Regions from separate parts of the Xenopus laevis genome. Here region 1 is linked to region 2. The links are chromatin contacts, called in public Hi-C maps. All regions are on one chromosome and are shown on one strand. Each heading gives the region's core, a stretch centred on a gene start, on an enhancer-like site or on the middle of the called end of the contact. The rest is flanking DNA. Distances are from core to core; before and after follow the strand shown.

Region 1 (5,247 bases), core at 1,780-4,279, 100 kb before region 2:
CACCATAGGGCCATAAAGGGAAGACAATACTGATTTGTATGTTTTGAAAGCTACTAGCTCAGGGATGTTATGGTGTGTGATTTCCAAACTGTAAAATAGCAAGTGCTGCTGGAAGCAACGGTGTTATTTTACCCTTGAAGTCCCTCAATAGAGAACTGTGAACACTATGGGGCAAATTAATGATTCATCATTCCATTCTCTGGTTAGGATAAAAGAATCCAGAAAATGCTATTGAATTTGTGTTATATGGCATCAATTGCTTTTTTCCTTCATGCAGGAAGTGTGGGGGTTTTTTTTCCAACGATTTTCGAAAACCTTTTATTCTTGAACTGAATAGTGGTGAGGGGGGGGGAGCAATCACTGCCGGAAACATAAATTCAATCGGGGTCTCTGGTTTCTGATAGAAAACATGCAAAGAATGTTCTTGCTATGAATGTGTATTTACATATTTTTCCTATTTTCCTTTGAGTTTTATTTCCTTACTTATACCTGCCACACTCACATGCTCACATTGACGGTTGGTAAATGTAAAGTACGTTACATTGTTTGGCAATGTATTTTAACTAAGGAGTGTTGAGTCACTACCTTAGTTCTACCACAAGATGGCAAACAAGGTTCTGTGTATAACACTTATCTGAACACTTTCTATAAAATACTGCTATTGTCATATTGCACAAGTAGCTGATCATCCTCTGGGCTGACAGGCTGAATCTCTGAGGATGAGGTTGCTGCATTCAGTCATAGGGGCAAATTTACTAAAGGGCGAAGTGACTATCGCGGGCACAGATTTGTGACGTCATTTCGGTACTTCGCTGATTAACTAACGGTCGCTGGCGTAACTTCACTAGTGAAGGAGATAGACTCTATCGGTACTCCGCTCCCTAACGCCTGCCAAATTTGCGCTCTGGCGAATGGACGTAACTACAAAAATTCACTAAGATGCGGATTCTACTGAACTTTACCTCTTGCACCAGACTTGCCTTCACCACCTCAGACCAGGCGAAGTGCAATAGAGTAGATAGGAGTTCCTCAAAAAATAGTTAAAAATTTTTCTAAGTCCCAAAAAACGCTAGCGTCTTTTCCTTTTTCAGGGTGATAGGCTGCAAAAGAGCGTAAATTTTTTTGGGGGTAACCTGCTTCCCCCTACATTTCCTTACACATAAACTATACACTGGGCTCATGTGTAGGGCATTATAACAACATTATTTTATTTTATTAGGGTTCCCTGGGCTTGTGTAGTGTAATGTATTTGCTGCAACATATACATTGTACTTTTACTTCCCGCCGTATGCAAATGAGGCAATGCTAGCGCAACTTTGCTTCGCTTGCCGCAGTAACACTAGCGCAACTTTGCCAGCGTTCGGCACCCTGGACGCAACTTCGGATTTTAGTGAAATTGCATTGTCCTGGCGAATCTACACCTGACGAAGTGTTACGAAGTGAGCGAAGCCATCGCTGGCGAATTTACAGAGGTTAGTGAATTTGCCTTTATAGAATCAGAGTCTGATCGTGCGTGGATTGCATCATGTGAAAAAGAACAACGGTCTGGGGGAAAAAAGCTGCCATAATGGATATTTGTATCGTCAATATAGGTTCTCAACAAAATATTTTTTAATCTTTCTAGCTATATACTGTAACACTCTCAGTAAGCTTCTTCTTTTTTGCACTTTACTCCAGGGTGCCCTATTGTCCCCTCACAGGCTAGCTTCTGGCACGTACACTGTAAGTTATTCTCTTTACCCAATGCATTCACATTGCTAGGCTCTTGTAATTAATCTACTACTCTACTCTAAAGCTGGTGAGATCTCTGATTTTGCTAATAGATGCGGCCAACAATCAGTCATAACACAGGACCTATGGAAACCTGTTGGTCCTCGTTCACAACACACAGGTAAGGGCAGCCTTCCCAAACACGGCCAGCTGAACTTGTCAGGCTATTCATCCTACAAAAAAAAAAACAATCACTGGAATCTTTCATTCAACATCTCCCATTTAGGAGAATGTTTTTATAAAGGGTGAGGGCTTCCACATATAATATGGATGCAACTATTTAGCCTTAGCTCAGTAAAGAAATTGGACTTATTAACAAGCTCTGTAAAGGACTGCATAATATGTTTTGCTGCCAGAGATGAGGTACTTTAGGGGGCAGATTTATCAAGGGTCGAAGTGAAAATTCGAAGTAAAAAAATTAGAATTTCAATTTTTGTGTTCTTTGACTAGGGAATAGTCCAAATTCTATTTGAAATTTGAAAAAAAACCCTAATTTGAATATCGAAATTTATCATGTACTGTCTCTTTAAAACTTTGACTTTGACCATTCGCCATCTAAAACCTGCCAAATTGCTGTTTTAGCCTATGGGGGACCTCCTAGAGCCTATATGAAGTCAATTGGTGGACTTTGAAAAATCTACATTTTTTGGGGCAAATCCTTTGATTGGAATTCGATCGATTCGAATACAGCCTATTCACCCCAAGTTAAAAACTTAGATTTTTTAATAAATTTCGTTAAAAAAAAACTCCCATTACTTCGAAATTCGAACCGTGATAAATCTGCCCCTAGTGTAAGGGCACACTGTCATGGGAAAACATGGGTTTTTTAAAAAAAAAAACACATCAGTTAATGGTGCTCCCCAGTCCCCAGCAGCCTAACAACAGAACAATGGGAAGGTAACCAGATAACAGCTCCCTAACACAAGATAACAGCTGCCTAGTAGATCTAAGAACAGCACTCAATAGTAAAAAGCCAAGTCCCACTGAGACACATTCAGTTACATTGAGTGGGAGAAACATCAGCCTGCCAGACAGTTCCATCCTAAAGTGCTGGCTCTTTCTGAAAGCACTTGACCAGGCAAAATGACTTGAGATGGCTGCCTACACACACCAATATTACAAATTAAAAAAATATATACTTGCTGATTCAGGAATGAAATTTGCAGTGTAAACAGTGTAATTTAAAAATAAGAGATGCTAATAGTTATTTACAGGCCACAAATTTGGATTTTCAGGACCCTGTTAGATGTAGGGTCCTTGGCTCAGAAGTTAGTCATTCTAGCTGCATTCAGAGAAGATTACATAGCAAAGATAGTTTCTATCGCTGTTGCTGACATAAGTTAGAGTCTAAAATAAAAGTGAGATGAAGGAACAGACCTGTGTATTAAGTGCTTAATTGCCCCTGAAAGTATTGTGATGGGACAGTGTTGTAGAAGTGCTTCCTATACTGATTTGACATCTGCCCTGCCTTGTTGCTTTTAGCATTTGTTTTAGTTTAAGCATCTTTTTCTGTGCAGTCCTGTTTTTGCCTATATCTTCTAACCTGTCCAGACATTCATGTTCCTCCAGTTTTCCTGATAGTTCTACTTTCACAGCAAACGCTTCCCTGTAAATCCTGAAACACAGCATTCCAAAAGATGGTCTCTGTGATTAGTGTTATGATCCTGGGTTTGTTTCTGATACCATCAGCAGCAGTTTCCTGATGAAACCAACCTAGGGGCAAATTTACTAAAGGGCGAAGTGACTAATGTTAGCGAAAATTCGCCAGCGTGACATCATTTCCGTACTTCACCGATTTACTAATGGGTGCTGGAGTAACTTCGCTAGTGAAGAAGATAGCCTCTAGCGCTACTTCGCACTCTTACGCCAGGCGAAGTTTCACTCTGGCAAAAGAGCGTTACTTCGCAAATTCACTAAGATGCACATTTTACTAAACGTTACCAGACTTGCCTTCGCCAGCTCAGACCAAGCGAAGTGCAATGGAATGTATAGGGTTTCTTCAATTTTTAGTTCAAAAATTTTCTAAGTCCCAAAAAATGCTGGCGTCTTTTAGTTTTTTCAGGGTGATAGGCTGCAAAAGTCCATAAATTTTTTTTTTGGTTTCCCGGGTTTCCCCTACATTTCCTACCATATAGCACATAAACTATATGCTGGGCTCATGTGTAGGGCAATATAACAACTCTATTTTCTTTTATTAAGGTTCCCTGGGCTTGTGTAGTGTAATGTATTTGCTGCAACATATACGTCCATTCAACTTTAAATTCCCGTTCCCGCCGCATGCAAATTAGACAACGCTAACGCAATTTAGCTTCGCATGGTGCAGTAACGCTAGCGCAACTTCGCCAGAGTTCGTCGCCCTGGACGCAATTTTCAAATTTTAGTGAATTAGCATTGTCCCGGCGAATCTACGCCTGGCGAAGTGTTGCGATGTGAGCGAAGCCGTCGCTGGCGAATTTACGGAGGTTAGTGAATTTGTCCCCTAGTGTGTGCAGCTCCTTAGAGTGGCAGCTCCACTAGGAATTCTGCAGGGACCGTTGTAAACAGTCCGCTGAAAATTCTGCATAAGAATGTCAGTGCTATTTAAATAACATAAATAAATATAAATAACATAGGAAAAAAGCAAGTAAATACAATGATTTTTAACCTCAAAAATAATATAACCATGTGGTAGGTGATGGAACTTAATGAGAAATGCAATGCCTATTCATGTATTGACTGGCAAAATAGACTCTAGTCATTTCTTCTGTCTTGACATAATACATTTCTGGCTCCCATGTAAACTGAGATGTTTAAAATTGTTTTTCAACTATTATAATTGGTCTCTTCCTGTCGCCTAGAATGCATATGCTTCCGAGATGTAAAAGTATTAGAGGGTGATTCAATGAACTTGAATGTCAGTTATAAACTAAGTAAAAAAAAAAAACCTCGAAATTCAAAACAAGCAGGTAAATAATTAGCATCTAAAAGCTGGTGAGGTCATGTAGAAGCCAACGGGAGTTGTCCTAGGCAAAAATCTAACCATTTTTGAAATTCGAGTTTGTATACTCACAAATTTTAGTTTTTCAAGTCTAAAGCAGAAGAGCAGTAACCCATAGAAACCAATCAGCAGGGAGCATTTACTGGTAACCTGTTTTAAAGCAAACGTCTTATTGGTTGCTATAGGTAACTGCCCCCTTTATTGCTTATGGGGGTTAAGGTTTGGTGATACAAATTACAGAACTATCCCTTATCTGGAAAATTAGGTCCAAGTCATTCCTGATAATAAGTCCTATACATTTACTATATATGTGAAAGAAGTAGTGTTATGTGCAATTATGTGGCCATTGTTTTGCCTACTACACAGTGTACCTTTCACAAACGAGCGCCTATATCTTTTACAATTGATAAAAAGCCGACTTTTGGTGAAGTTATTTAAACTGTAGTTGACAATAACCTTCTCATCACTATCCATGTATAACTAAAGCTTGTTGAGGTCAC
Region 2 (4,620 bases), core at 1,428-3,927:
TTTCTACAGGAATATGATCTGATATTCAGAATGATTGGGACCAGGGGTTTAAGGTGGCCATAAACAGGCTGATAAAAGATGCTGACTTGGTCCTTTCAAAAAAAGTCTACAGTTTATAGACCTGTGTATTGGGCCAAAGATGGGCCGACTTGACTTATGTGGACTGAATCTGGGTGTTGTGTGGTTCTCAACCAACAGGCATGTAGTACACTCTGCATGATGCAGTTGTTGGATCTGCCAAATTTGGCCCTGTGTGTGGGTGGCCAAATGAGGCTCAGATCTCTGATTTGCCAGCTTTGCCAAACAAAGAAATCTGGCAGTATTTGGCTATCTTAATTCACCACTGGGGAAGGTAAGACACATTACATTTTTCCCCCAAGAAACACCAGCCCGGGACAAAAACCTAGCAATTACACTCACTGGCATGTGCTTGCCTTTTAATTAAAATCCATTTATGGTGAGGAAATGAGAGCTACACAAAGATATTTGAAGAACCCGATTTCTACTCTGCACTGCAATATTGTTTTACTTTTATTACAAATCATTGTGCTAAATCAGAATGCCATTTGCTGCCCCTTACTGAGGTTTTTTTTTAAGGATTCTGTATGTGACTTTTACTTGAGGCTCTTCTGAGAGAGAGAGCTGCCACCTAGAGGAAAATTGCAGTTATTTAAGGGGAGATTTCCCATTTATTGCACAGTACAGAATCAATATCAATCATTTGGTTAATGCTACAAAAAAGAAATGTTTTGTGCAAGTGGGGGACATTCCTCGCTACCTCGTTTCTATATCACAACTTCTTTGTACCATTGACTATATTGGTCTTTAAATAACAATTTATAATGAAATGAGCGTGAATTTACTTTCACGTTATAAAGCCCATCGTACTATTTATGAGTGGGGGGGTCTGCAACCTTATAATAATCAGTGTGGGGAAGGCTCAATATCTTATAGAAACAAGTGTTTATCTTTCTAACTCTTTTCACCCATTTTCAACACCAATATCACAGATTTTTTTTATAAATTTACATATGTGTGTATACATATAAAATACTACAGGTATGGGACCTGTTATCCAGAATACTCAGGACCTGGGGTTTACAGGATAACCGATTCTTCCATAATTTGGATCTTCATATCATAAGTCCACTAGAAAATTATGGAAACAACCCAATAAGCTAGTTTTGCTTCCAATAAGGAATAATTATATCTTAGTTTGGATCAAATACAAGGCACTGTTTTATTATAACAGAAAAAGAAAATCATTTTTAAAAAATTGGATTTGAATAAAATGGAGTCTATGGGAGATGGCACACGGGTAATGCTGGCAGGGTGATACCCTTGCTTTAAATGTATTTAATGCAGCATGCAATGTTTCGGGGATGTCCCCCTTTATCATAAAGGGGGACATCCCCAAATCCCCAAAACGTTGCATGCTGCATTAAATACATTTAAAGCAAGGGTATCACCCTGCCAGCATTACCCATGTGCCAGTGAATCTTTTGCTGTATACATTGGATAGGTGGCTGATACCTATCTCGCTGTGCACCAGGACTTAGTGATTGGAGGACCAGGGTGTGCGGCTGTATTTGAACTTGTCTATGGGGGATGGCCTTTCCATAATTCAGAGCTTTCTGGATAACGGGTTTACAGATAAGGGATCCCATACTGGTACCTGTTTTTTCTGTGCTGTACATTCAAACAATACAATAATAGAACAGAACTGTATGCAATGCACATCATTTCATTCAAAATAAAGGCTAGGTATTAAAAGACACATGAGGAAGGTGGCCCCTAAAAGCTTACAGTCTAATCGTGAATGTGCTGTTGCCCATAGCAACTAACCATCAGTTTGAATTTAATATTTTGATGCAAGCTAGTCTTTGGTTTGACTTTCTGATTAATGTATAGAAGTGACTGTACTTATGTTAATAAATCAAAGACCCTGCGTATGTTTATGGAGTGTGAGAAGTTAGATTGTCCTTTTATTGATCACTGCCTTTGTTATTCTAGGAAAATGCATTGTTGATTCGAGAAGTTGAGGTGGACAAAGTATCCAGTCTTGAAAGGAAACACGTAGAGGCAATAAAGAAGCTCTGGGAAGATGAGGGCATCCAAGAATGTTATGACCGAAGGAGAGAATATCAGCTGTCCGATTCCACAAAGTAGTAAGTATCTTGGGTTTAGGGCAAAGACACACATGTTGATTAGTCACAGCGATGAATAGCGGGATGATTGTGGTATGGTGTTGAATCTGCTCTATTTTGGGGTGCCAGGCTAATGACTTGAGACTGACTGATCTTTAAATAAGTGGTATTTATTTACAAAGGAACTAAAACGGTATAAAAGGAGGGAGATAGAAAGGATAGGGAAAGGTGCAATGGAAGGGAGTCGAAGTGTCGAACTAACAAAGTATTTACAATGCTCTTTATATAAACATAAGGAAAACCATTCAAACAAGCAGACTACCCTTTTCCCAGGATAGCCACACCCAAAAGATAGTCCCAGCCAATCAAGTCGATGTCATATGATGAGCCATGGAAACCTCCAAGTTAGTAGTGTCCTGTAGATGGCAGTGTAGACCAACTAATGAGGTTTAAGATGTTCTGTGGGTGGCAGTGTTGCACAGACAGTGACTTCCATACCTGACCTTTATTCCTGGGGTCTGAAACGCTGAGGGTGTAAACAACATATCTTTTCATTGCCTTTGTTGTTTCCTCACCTGATGCCGGTCTATGGACTCCTCTCTTTGTCCATGATAGCTGTTCCTCATTTACACAACAGTGTTAGGAGATAGATATGAATGCAGGATAGCCATTGTTTTGCCATCTGTGTTTATAGAGTACACTGCCCTGAGGCCAGAGTCACTGTTAATTCTTTAACTCCCTCAGATATGGGATATGAGCTATGAGATATTACATATGGCGATCAGTCGCCATGATCATTTTAAAAGTTGCGGCGGCAAATTGCCATGTGTGTCTTCACCCTTAGCGTTGCTTTAGTCTACACCTACAAAATATTATGTTTTCACCTTCCCAGGCCAGAAAGTGTGGGTGGGGGAATGCGGAAATACAGTATACACTGTATATTACTGGCACTCATGTAGATTTTTCATTTCTACCAGGATAAAAGGATTAGTATGATGTAGACATAGAAAGTGATATTCTGAGGCATTTTGCAATTGGTCTTCATGACTAAAAATGCTTTAGATTTTTTTGTTCAGCATCCAGTCTGCTATACTTTCTTTTGAGACTCAATAACTTCACCAAACAAACCTTTTCTTACCCAGATTTTATCTTTTCAGCTACCTTAGCGACATTGATCGCGTTTCAAGCTCTGGCTTTATCCCCACCCAGCAAGATGTGCTGAGGGTCAGAGTTCCCACCACCGGAATCATTGAATACCCCTTTGATTTAGAAAACATTATTTTTAGGTAAGTTACCTGATTGAAGCCTCAGATGCTTTTTATTTAACAAATCTATACAGAATACACACACCTGCCAATTAGCCCTTGTGCAATTCAGGGACATCTTTAGTTATACCCTATCATGGCAGGGCAAATCACCCAAATGGGGCAAATCATTTTATGACTTTGAATGAATGGATGGTTTTACAGGTTTGCATTGTTTTACCCTAACAGGTTCAATAATTTCTAGGTAAAAAGTAAACAGTTGGGAAGGGCAAATCTGACACATTTCACTTTGCTGGAAATTTGCAAAATGACAAAACTTTAGACAAATGCATTGAAGTCAATCGGATGTTTGTTGCAGGAAATAAAACGTATATATTTTTTTTACTATATATTGGAGTCTATGGACTTTTTTTCCCCCTGTGAAATATTTTGCTCATCCCAAAAGCTGTTCTTCTAAAATGACATTCTAACTGGCCTTTAGGCTGGATACCCCCCTGGTCCCCTCTCCCAATGGGTCTGCATAGGTTCCTATTATAGTATGAAATCTGGGATTAGCCTGATTTGGCCCACTTCCAAACAAACAGATCTTTCTATTTATGGCTAGTATTAGAATGCTGGGTTATTAAAACACTGTATTGTCTTTTACCCTTAATGTGTATCCTCAGCCAGAGCCCCCCAATCAACCTGTTATTCTTTTAGAAGAAGAATTGATAACATTTTCTGTGCTTGTGTCTATCTGCACTTTTTCATTCATTTGTGTTTCTCTAATTTGTATTAAAAGAAAATATCTCACATGGGCTTTATGCATTTTTGAAACCAATAGGATGGTGGATGTTGGGGGACAGAGATCTGAAAGACGGAAGTGGATTCACTGCTTTGAGAACGTTACCTCCATTATTTTCTTAGTGGCATTAAGCGAATATGATCAGGTCCTTGCGGAATGTGACAATGAGGTGAGATTGCAATAAACGTTACATTAAAGGGATACTGTCATGGAAAAACATGTTTTTTTACAAAATGTATCAGTTAATAGTGCTACTACAGCAGAATCCTGCATTGAAATCCGTTTTTCAAAACAAGAAATGGATTTTATTATATCTAATTTTAAAATTTGCTATGGGGCTAGACATTTTGACATTTCCCAGCTGCCCTCAGGTCATGTGACTTGTGCTCTGATAAACTTCAGTCACACTTTACTGCTGCACTGC

Evidence for each region. Hi-C and Micro-C count contacts between places; a contact is called where the count stands out from the background.
Region 1: a contact with region 2 is called in a Hi-C map of the XTC cell line, with 3 times the contacts expected there. The contact joins two enhancer-like sites. A contact is called at or near these places in 2 of 4 Hi-C or Micro-C datasets (the XL177 cell line and the XTC cell line).

What each region holds. Positions count from the first base shown.
Region 1 is chr1S:122,370,518-122,375,764 of Xenopus_laevis_v10.1, reverse strand. No RefSeq gene overlaps it. Among protein-coding and RNA genes, the nearest start is that of gna14.S, 42 kb to the right of the region's middle. Within about 2 kb of position 3,029, at least 1 of the 7 cell types and tissues checked has an H3K27ac peak or open chromatin away from gene starts, as enhancers often do.
Region 2 is chr1S:122,270,103-122,274,722 of Xenopus_laevis_v10.1, reverse strand. It overlaps gna14.S (guanine nucleotide binding protein (G protein), alpha 14 S homeolog), which reads left to right. Exons shown (of 7, transcript NM_001096387.1): 3 at 2,014-2,168; 4 at 3,305-3,433; 5 at 4,236-4,365. Among protein-coding and RNA genes, the nearest start is that of gna14.S, 59 kb to the left of the region's middle. Within about 2 kb of position 2,677, at least 1 of the 7 cell types and tissues checked has an H3K27ac peak or open chromatin away from gene starts, as enhancers often do.